2 separate regions of the Sus scrofa genome follow, and region 1 is linked to region 2. Evidence: chromatin contacts called from public Hi-C data. All regions are on one chromosome and are shown on one strand. Each heading gives the region's core, a stretch centred on a gene start, on an enhancer-like site or on the middle of the called end of the contact. The rest is flanking DNA. Distances are from core to core; before and after follow the strand shown. Region 1 holds the start of GNAQ (G protein subunit alpha q). Region 2 overlaps GNA14 (G protein subunit alpha 14).

Region 1 (4,515 bases), core at 997-3,496, 540 kb after region 2:
AGCTGAGGTGGGGCTGTATTAAATCCTACTCAAAAGATCTAATGGGGGGGAGTTCTTCACACTACTACTTCAAGAGTAAAACTATTTTAATTTTTTCCTCATAAAATTATCTCCAAGTTCAATACTTAAAGCACAATATGTCACTTAAATACACAGTATATATGTAAGTAAGCATCCATCTATGGGTATTTCCCCCAAAGCCCTCCTCCTATTCAAACCTAGGCTCTCAGACAAACCCCTGAGCTCTAACTCATAGCTGTTAGGAACCCACATTTCAGCAATGGGGTAGGCTTGAGACCTCAAACGCCCTATTCACAGCTGAACAGAAACAAATAAAGACAGTAAACAGGGCAAAAGAAAAACCATTCTAAAGTCACACATGCTTTTCCCCTTAATCATACACTTAACCAACTCTATACATTTCTCTTGCCCTGTCTTCTCATTCTTGAGAATACAGAAAACAATCAACTACACCTTTTCAGCCATTAGAAGTAGCTCAAAATGAGAATAAAACTAAAAATAAAAAGACCTTCCTTTTCCAATTGCAGTTTTTCCCCTTCCCTGGCTTCATTCCCTAAAGCCCACCCCTTTTATCCAGGGTTTGCCTTCTGTTCCTTAAAAACATGTGCACATTTATCTAATCTCATTTTCAAAATGAAGACATTAAACATGTCATGTGAATTAACCATTTGTAACTATTTGTCATCATTATATTTTGTTCCTTCTTGTAAATAATCCAGTACATAAGCAGTTCCTTCCCAAAGGCAATTGGTTCCTTGAACCAGGAGATGGAATGCTCAAGATAAGAAAGAAAATGCATGCTTCTCAAATCAGAATTGACAATATAATATTCTTTTCTCCCAGAAATGTCTGAGAAACATATTTATTATACACGCAAATATCCACAACACAAGTAGAGACATTTTTCAGGCCTGTTACTGCAAAGCTGTTTGTTCTTCCTACCACAATAGCTCAGAGTTATGTCGCCCTGATTTGTATGTGAACGTTGATTCTGAACATTCTCTCAGAGATAATAATCAATAAAATTCCTAGACGAGAAATGGTATTTTCTTGCTAACTTAGTGTTAGGACAAAATGATGGGTTATTTTTTAGAAATTAAAGAGAAATTTTTGCTGTTCACTTCCCGTTTTCCTTCTAGCCCAGATTCCAAAGATATTAAAATCCTGTCCGTTTTAAACAAAAGGTTTCTATTTGTTTCCATGGGAGTAATTGAGAGGCTGTACTGGCTTTCAGTAGTAACTACTGTGAATTCAGGCCTACATCTGGGTTGCCTCATTAAACAAAAGATACCCGTCGCTGTCAACAACCACATCGCACAATCTCCTATATCCCCTCATCTTTATCTGAAAAGAATGGTGGAGAAACATTCCTGTCACCATAAAGAAACTCTTCTGGGTCCCTCCTTTTGGTGGTCTGGTGCACTCGTGTGACACATCTGGGCTTGCCTCCCCGCCTCCCCCCGCCCCAATACATAAGCCCCTTTCTTCGAAGAGCCAACCACTGGGCTCCCTCAACATCACTCCTTGGAGAATCCAGCCGCGAGTGTGCCCACCGTTCCACCATTCCCTCTCGACCCCCAAAGCACTGACAATGGCTGCAAACAGGCTACCCCACTGCACGCCATCCCACAACGTGCCCTGGCTCCGCTCGTCACCCTGGGGCCACACACACACAGCTCCCCAACTCCACCACCCCACCGGGCGCCAGGGCCACGACACTGGAAGTTCAATCCTTCAGCCCACCACCCCACCACCGTGCCTCTCCCCGAAGCAATCTGCTAGGTAGCAGATGCACCGCAGATAAACGCGCATCGCGAGTGCACAGCCCTCAGGGATACCAAAAGGCACACGCCAAGGCCCTGGGCAGGGCAGCCCCTACCCTTCTGCGCGCGCGCGCGGGCGTGTGCGCGCCCGCGCGAGTGCGGGAAGTGTCCGGGGGCGCGCCCGGGGAGGGCCGGAGCGAGCCGCAGGCGCCCGGGGGCGGGGGCCGCGGTCCCGGGGCCTGAGGGTGGCGGGCAGGGGGCACAGAGGCCCGGCGGGAGGGCCCGCGGCGGCCAGCCCAGGCAGTACTCACCGAGCAGCAGCAACTTGAGCTCTCGGCGGGCGTCCCGCTTGTCCCTGCGGAGCTGCCGCTCAATCTCGTCGTTGATCCTCCGGGCTTCCTTGGCCTCCTCGCTCAGGCAGCACGCCATGATGGACTCCAGAGTCATTCTTCCAAAGTGCCTCCGCTGCAGCCCCGCCGGCACCCCCTGCTCAACAAGCGCGCACACACACCCTCCCGCCCTCGCTCCCCCGAGGCAGCGGTGGCCGCCGAGCCCCCGCCGCCCGGGCGCGCGTCCTGGACGAGCTCGGGGAACCGCCGCGGGGTCCGCGGCGAGGGCCGGGGCCACCAGGTGGGCCGGGGGTGCGGCGGGAGCGTGCGGCTCGGGCTGCCGGGAGGAGCGAGGCGGGCGCGGGAGGCGGCCGCGGGCGCTGGCTCGGGGGGCGCGCTAGGGAAGGCCGCCGCGCCCGGCCTCGCTCAGACGCCCGCGCCTCCTTCCCCGGGAATGGGCGGCCCGCCTCGCCCCCCGCGCCGCCGCCGCCGCCGCCGAGGCTCCCCTAAGCCGTGCGCCCGGCGGCGAGAGCACATCCACCGGGGCGTCCCCGCAGCGAGCGGCCGCCGACGGCTCCCCACGCCTGGCGCGCCTGCTCCTCACCGCTGCCTGACACGGCTCCCGGGTGCCCTCGGCCCTGCCCGCGCCCACCGCCCGGCTCGCGCGCAAACCCGGCTAGCCGGCCCGCCCGGCCGCCGCGCGCTCCTCCGCCTCCGCCTCCGCCCCCGCCAGACGCCCACCCCCGGCCTCGATTGCCAGGCGCGGAGCTGCTGCTCAGTGCTCGCCCTCCCCCTCGCCACACACACACATTTTCTTCTTCTCTGAACTAGAGCACAGATCCGGGAGGGAGGCGGCGGCGGCGGCGGCAAGAGGAGGAGGAGGGAGGGAGTGGGCGCGGGAGGAGGGGAGCGGGAGGCGGTGCCTCCCGGCCCCTCCTGGAAGGCTTTCCTGGGCTCGCAGCCGACACGGCGCGCCTCCCAGTGCGGCTCTCGCCTCGCTCGCGCCGCTCGGCGGCTGCACCGGGCCCCTCGGACTCTGCGGGCGCCTCCCGCTCCCGCGCCCGGGGTCTGGCCCGCGGGCTCAGCGATCAAGGCAGTCCCTGGCGGGGGGGCGGGGCCGGGTCGCCGAGGCGCAGCCCGGGCCGCCGCCAACCTGCAGCTGCCGGCCGACCGCCCGGGCGTGGTAAAACGGGAATATGGCGGCCTCCGCCCGCCTTCTGCCCACCGGCCCCGGAACGCGGCGGCGGCCCCACCGGGAAGGCGCGGGACTCAGCCCAGCGAGCCCCGTGCACCGGCCGGCGCTGTGAACACCCGGCCGCACTCTGAAGGTGCCCGCGGCGCTCGCGTCCCCCGCCCGCAGATCCGCTTTGCCGGGCGGCTCTTCGCCCAGTTCACTGTTCTCTCCAGTTCCTATTTCTAAAACGCCATTTGGTTAGAAAGTATCTCGCGTCACCTCAGACCCCCAGTTCAATCACAGAAAATAAAATACATTCAATCTTGGAGTGCTACTGGAGGAAAGAAGGAATTGTCACTGGCTCTTGGAGAGGGACGGGGAAGATTAATAGGAGAAACATTCCACGAAGTTACTGGAGATAGAAATCTAAATCTTGAATAAAAAAGTGAAGCAGCCCAATTTCCAAGAGCCTCTTGATACTGTACAACTTTTCAAGCCATTGAAGTTGGTTTTGTTTTGTTTTTGACAAGCTCTCCTCTTGTTTTTTAAAAAGGCACGCGATATTGAACAGCCAATTGATCGAATTTACCATTCTAGGTCGAGATGGTCTTATACCGTCTGGGAAAATGCAAAATAATGTGAAATAAAAGAAAAAGAAAAAAGTGAGAAAATCAGGATCGCTCCAGCAAAATTCCATTCTAGTATTTTGTTTTTCCACTTTTAATTGAGGCAGTTTACTTCCAAATGTTATTTGCTTATTTTGTTGTAACATATGACTGATAAATGGCCAAAAAAAAAAAAAACCTCCTTGCTTTTTCAGATTCTATTGCTATAGGAGGTGAAATCATTCTGCTTTCTGCGGAAATGGAGCTGGAGGTACTGAAAGTAAACTGCATCTTAAGAAGAGAATCCCTTTTTCACACTATATGTTTACTTTGAGATGTCTCCAGTGCAACCCGCTGACCCAGAATGTAAAGTAAAGGCATGACTCTACTATTGCTACAGGTCAAGAGCGCATATAGGATTCTTGGATGACAGGTGTGTGACTTCCTTGTTTCATTTGCCATTACCTCTACTGATTCACCCGCCAGGACTTAGATCAAATGAGTCATCCAGACCTAAGATCTGTATTTTAGACTCCCCTTTTAAAGGATATTTGGCCTAGAAAATGCAGTTATCCCTTAGTTAAATTCAAGGATGCAGAACCTGCAGATAAGGAGAACTGATG
Region 2 (4,729 bases), core at 969-3,468:
TTTTCAAACAGGGAATTCAAAAACCAAGTCCTTCATAAAAGAAAGGAGGAAAAGGGGCTCTAGAGATCAAAGAAGGGCTTGGAAATAAGTAAGATTCTTCTACAGTGAATTGCAAGCAAGCACAAGACAGCATTTTACACCAAGCCTCCAGCATGACTGTTTCCATTAGAAGACTTTCAGGTATTTACATGCAGCTGAGGAACAAAATGTGTTCTTTTTAACAAAGAATATGGAAAAATGGAGTTAGAAACGTACATTCTGAAGGCCACCAGTGGTGCCTGTCCACTTAACCCTTATTCTAAAGGATATCATCTATACAATAAAAATAAAATAAAATGAAATCAGGTAGACTGTTAGTGGTGGTGTATATACATATCAATATCAATGTGAGTTTATAGAAAAAGTAAGCTTCACTAATTAGTCTACAGGCTTAACAAGGCTCATAAATAGAGTAGGGAGAGTCTGCCCATGTGGTTCATTCCATTATGACTCAGGACACCACCTAGTGACAGCTTCTCTGATTGCATCTGCTGACAGAAAACTCGCTGTGGTGCTTTATACACCGCATCCTGAAGTTACAGCAACTGACAATCTAGATGCCCTTGACAGATGACTGGATTAGCAAGATGCTGGTATATATACACAGTGGAATACTACTCAGCCATAAAAAAGAACAAAATAATGCCATTTGCAGCAACATGGATGGAACTAGAGACTCTCATACTGAGTGAAGTCAGAAAGAAAAAGACAAATACCATACGATATCACTTACATCTGGAATCTAATATATGGCACAAATGAACCTACAGAAAAGAAAATCATGGACTTGGAGAATAGACTTGTGGTTGCCAAGGGGAAGGTGGAGGAATGGGATGGATTGGGAGCTTGGGGTTAATAGATGCAGACTATTGTCTTTGGAATAGATTAGAAATGAGATCCTGCTGTATAGCACTGGGAACTATGTCCAGTCACTTATGATGGAGCATGATAATGTGAGAAAAAAGAATGTATACATGTATGTGTAACTGGGTCACCTTGCTCTACAGTAGAAAAAAATTATGTATTGGGGAAATAAAGAAATTAATAATAACTGGCTAAAGACACAGAAATTCTCACTCTTTAATAGGAAGGATTAGTGAACAAGAGTGAGAGAAAGAGCTTGAGAGTTAGAGTTTAGTGGAAGGCACATCCTTGCTGCTTTATTTATTTTTTTTGCCATGGTGTGCAGTGGATTCATGTGGGATCTCAGTGCCCAGACCAGGGACTGAATCTGGGCTACAGCAGTGCAAGTGCTAGACCACCAGGGAACTCCCTCTTGCTACTTTCAAGGCTAATAGAATATTAACCACTTGGAGGGCAGTGCTTATAAATTCAAATTTTATTGGCATGTCCTTTGAAGTGTATAAAAAGTAACAAGAGAGGTTAAGTTGTTTCTAGTAGTTATAAGCAAACGAGTAGTAACAGGACTGAGTCCAACGGTCCAAGCTGTCCATCTTACTCCCTTGATGCTCTAACTGGCAGCTCCATGTGGCTGAGAAGCAAGGCCCTTGTGTGTAAAAAAGTGCTTGAGAGGACAACCAGTTCCCAATGAATCCAGGGAACTGCATGAGGTTGTCCCACTCTTTGCAGTGAATTGAACATGCTGTTTCAGGTGCTCACATTTCCAACTGATGTGCCTTTCACTTCAAATGCACATCTCTCTTGGTTATAGACACTCTGCCCCACCTAGCCACCCTGTAAACTCTCAAAATCACACTCCGGTGATGCTTTGCATCTAGTTCTGCAATAGTGTTCCCTCCCACGGAAATTATACTCCTGAAAAAAAAATTGCCACACATTTCCCAGAGAGTCATCCAAAAACATTCCTTGCTCTGGGGTGTTTTTGTTTTTTCTTTCTTTCTTTTTTTTTGGTAATTCACTTTTTCCGTTCTTTTCAATAGCTTGAAAAACTCTTAAACACACCACAACAAATATTTGGCTCACAGCTTACTTTAATGATGTGCTTTCGAAATGGTGGTTTTAATCCTGGATGCATATTTGGTTGTTGTTTTCCTTTTGCAGTGAGAACCCACAGGCATTTCGGACTGGGAGTGGTGTTAGGAGAGCAGGGCATCGCAGGTTTCCCATCTTTGGGAAATCTTCCGCTCTGTGGAGCCTCTTCTAGCGCCCCCTGACCTTCGCAGCGTAGGTCCTGGGCTCCCTCCAAATAGGACGATGGAGCGGGTGGCTGCCTCTAGGGGGCAGCAGCTGACCCATGTTGTCCTCTCTCAACCACTCCCCACTCTCTGTATATGAAAACCAGAACTAAGTGGACAGCTTCGAGGAGGGAAGAGACGTCTCCCCAGAACTCTGTATGGCCTGAGGAGTATTTGGGGGGGGTGCTGGGAAGGACTGACCACCTGTGTGTGAGCCTGTGGTGTTTCTGACCCCACTACAACTGGGTACAGTTTGCCTAAGTTCTGGATTTAAGTAGCCCAGATATCAAAGTTTCCTCAGAATATGATTATCAAATAAAAATAGGGGACAGCATTTGAGTTTCAGATACACAGCTGATACGCTTTAAGTCTAAGTATGCCCATGTATTTGAGAAGAACTTGGGCTAAAGTATCTTTTCAATTTACCCTAGTATTTTACCATAGTAAAGACACTGAAGAAATCTGACTGCTTCTGTATCGGGGACTGTCGATCCATTTCAGGGCCTTTTCCCGGGCTTTCAAAGCAAATTTGGCATTAGCCAGGCTTCTTCCTCAAGGAGAGCAATCAGAAATCAGTGCCCATTTGCTTCTGAATCATGTCTCTGCCCTGCTCACCCGGGTTCTAGATAGTCCATTTATCTGCACAAACAAGCCACAGAGGATCAACATTTTCTCCCCTTCACCGAGGACGCCAGGCCACCTTCTCATGGGACTTTTGCTGTCTCCAACATTAAGTGCCACACATGCACCACTGTCCTCCACCCTCACACAGGATAGGGAGGGACAGGCCACACAGTGTGAATGTATCTACTATCCCCAAATGAAAGAAGGTGATAATGATGCATTTCCTGCTGTCTGTTTCACCACAGTTTTAGAAAAGACAAAGTAAGGAACAGAGGGGTTGTCTTACTATGACATGGCCCAGAGCTCAGCACAAGCCTCCCGTGCCTGGGAACCCTCCCGCCTGCAGATTTCAGCCACAGTGACATTTGGTCTCACCTTCTCTTTGCCTCCACAAGCTCTTTCCTGCATCTGTGCACAAATCCACAACTGCACTCCTTCCACGGGGCCCCATGAGCTCTCCCCCCCCTCTCCCCACCACAATGTGTCCCATGTGCTCTCCCAGCCCCCCATTGGTGGCCCCACCCACCGTCTCAGGCCTGAGGAAACTTCACCACTCTCAGCAGCCCCATCCCCAAGGTTCCACCCACAAACTCCTGAGCCTCCCCACCCCAACCCCAATCCAACTTGCAGGGGAGGCTAGGCCATGATTTCTCTTGCTCTTTATGAAATCTCAGCAATGCCTGATCCCTCAACAATTTTCATTTGTTTTATTTATTTTATTTTTTTTTCTTTTCCAAATGTCAAATCAGCTTCTCGGTCGCCAAGCATAATAATGTGTCCTTATTCAACCCCAAGCTCCCCTGACCTACAGGTACAAAGCTTTCTCACAACCACGGGGCCTACAAAGTGCCTTTTTATCCTGCTGGCATCTCACAGCTGCCTTCTGCCAGGCATTTCGATGCTCTGACCCGACTCCCTACCTTGGGGTGACTCAGGGTGAGAAGACCTGCCCACCAAGCCATGCGTGGTCCTAGGAGGCCACCAATGAGTCACGTGGGACACCCCATGGAGCATATCCCCCCCACCCCCATCTGTGCTAGGAGTGCTCCTTGCCCAGTTCCTGAAGTTCAGTTCCTTCTCTGCTTTGGTTTCCCTCCTATGGTTCCCCACCCTACAAAGCTGTCAGAAAGCTCTCCCCAAGTCGAGTGAGGTGAATAGTGTCCCCATCAAATTTATGTCACCTCAGAATGTGACCAGATTTGGAAACGGTGCCTGTGCAGGTATAATTAAGAATCAAGGAGTTCCCATCATGGCTCAGTGGGTTACAAACCCAACTAATATTCATGAGGATGTGGGTTCTACCCCTGGCTTCACTCAGCGGGTTAAGGATCTGGCACTGCTGTGAGCTGTGGTTTAGGTCGCAGATGTGGCTTGGATCCTGCATCACTGTGGCTGTGGTGTAGGCCAGTAGCTATAACTCCAATTTGACCCCTAGCCTGAGAACGTCCATATGCCACAGGTGCGGCCCTAAAAAAAAAAAGTATAGAGATGAGATCATACTGGATTCCTGTGGGCTCTAAATTCAATGAGAGGTCCTTGTTAGAGACAGAAGAGGACACACCCAGACACAGGGAAGAAGGTGACGTGAAGATGGGGGCAGGGACCGGCCTGACGTTTCTACAAACCCAGAGACGGCAGGCCGGATTGCCAGGAGCCAGGGGGAAGGCACAGAATAGATTCCCCCACAGAGCTGCAAGAAGGAGCAGACCCTGCCAAGACCTCTATTGTGACTGCCAGCTCTCTTTCCCTGGGCCTGGGCTCAGCCAGGCCAACCAGGCGCTGTGCCTCATAATAGATGGGCAGTTTCTTTTCTCTGCAAGCTCACCCGCAGCCAGGGCTAGTGAGTAGAACACTGGGAACAGAGGGTTCTCCTGCAGCGGAAGGCCCTGTGGCTCTTGCTATCTGCTCCC

Evidence for each region. Hi-C and Micro-C count contacts between places; a contact is called where the count stands out from the background.
Region 1: a contact with region 2 is called in a Hi-C map of subcutaneous adipose tissue, with 2.6 times the contacts expected there. The contact joins the promoter of GNAQ here to the enhancer-like site in region 2. A contact is called at or near these places in 3 of 5 promoter capture datasets (fetal liver, liver and skeletal muscle), 21 of 47 Hi-C or Micro-C datasets (adipocytes, alveolar macrophages, embryonic fibroblasts and 13 more) and 1 of 2 datasets of contacts at active chromatin or transcription factors (skeletal muscle).

The regions. Positions count from the first base shown.
Region 1 is chr1:230,904,742-230,909,256 of Sscrofa11.1, forward strand. GNAQ (G protein subunit alpha q) reads right to left here and starts at 2,247. Exons shown (of 7, transcript NM_001038623.1): 1 at 2,096-2,247. The coding sequence starts at 2,231.
Region 2 is chr1:230,367,758-230,372,486 of Sscrofa11.1, forward strand. All of the region lies in intron 2 of GNA14 (G protein subunit alpha 14), which reads right to left. Among named protein-coding and RNA genes, the nearest start is that of GNA14, 180 kb to the right of the region's middle. Within about 2 kb of position 2,219, at least 15 of the 83 cell types and tissues checked have an H3K27ac peak or open chromatin away from gene starts, as enhancers often do. A contact at or near this core is called in retroperitoneal adipose tissue and subcutaneous adipose tissue, where this site is marked.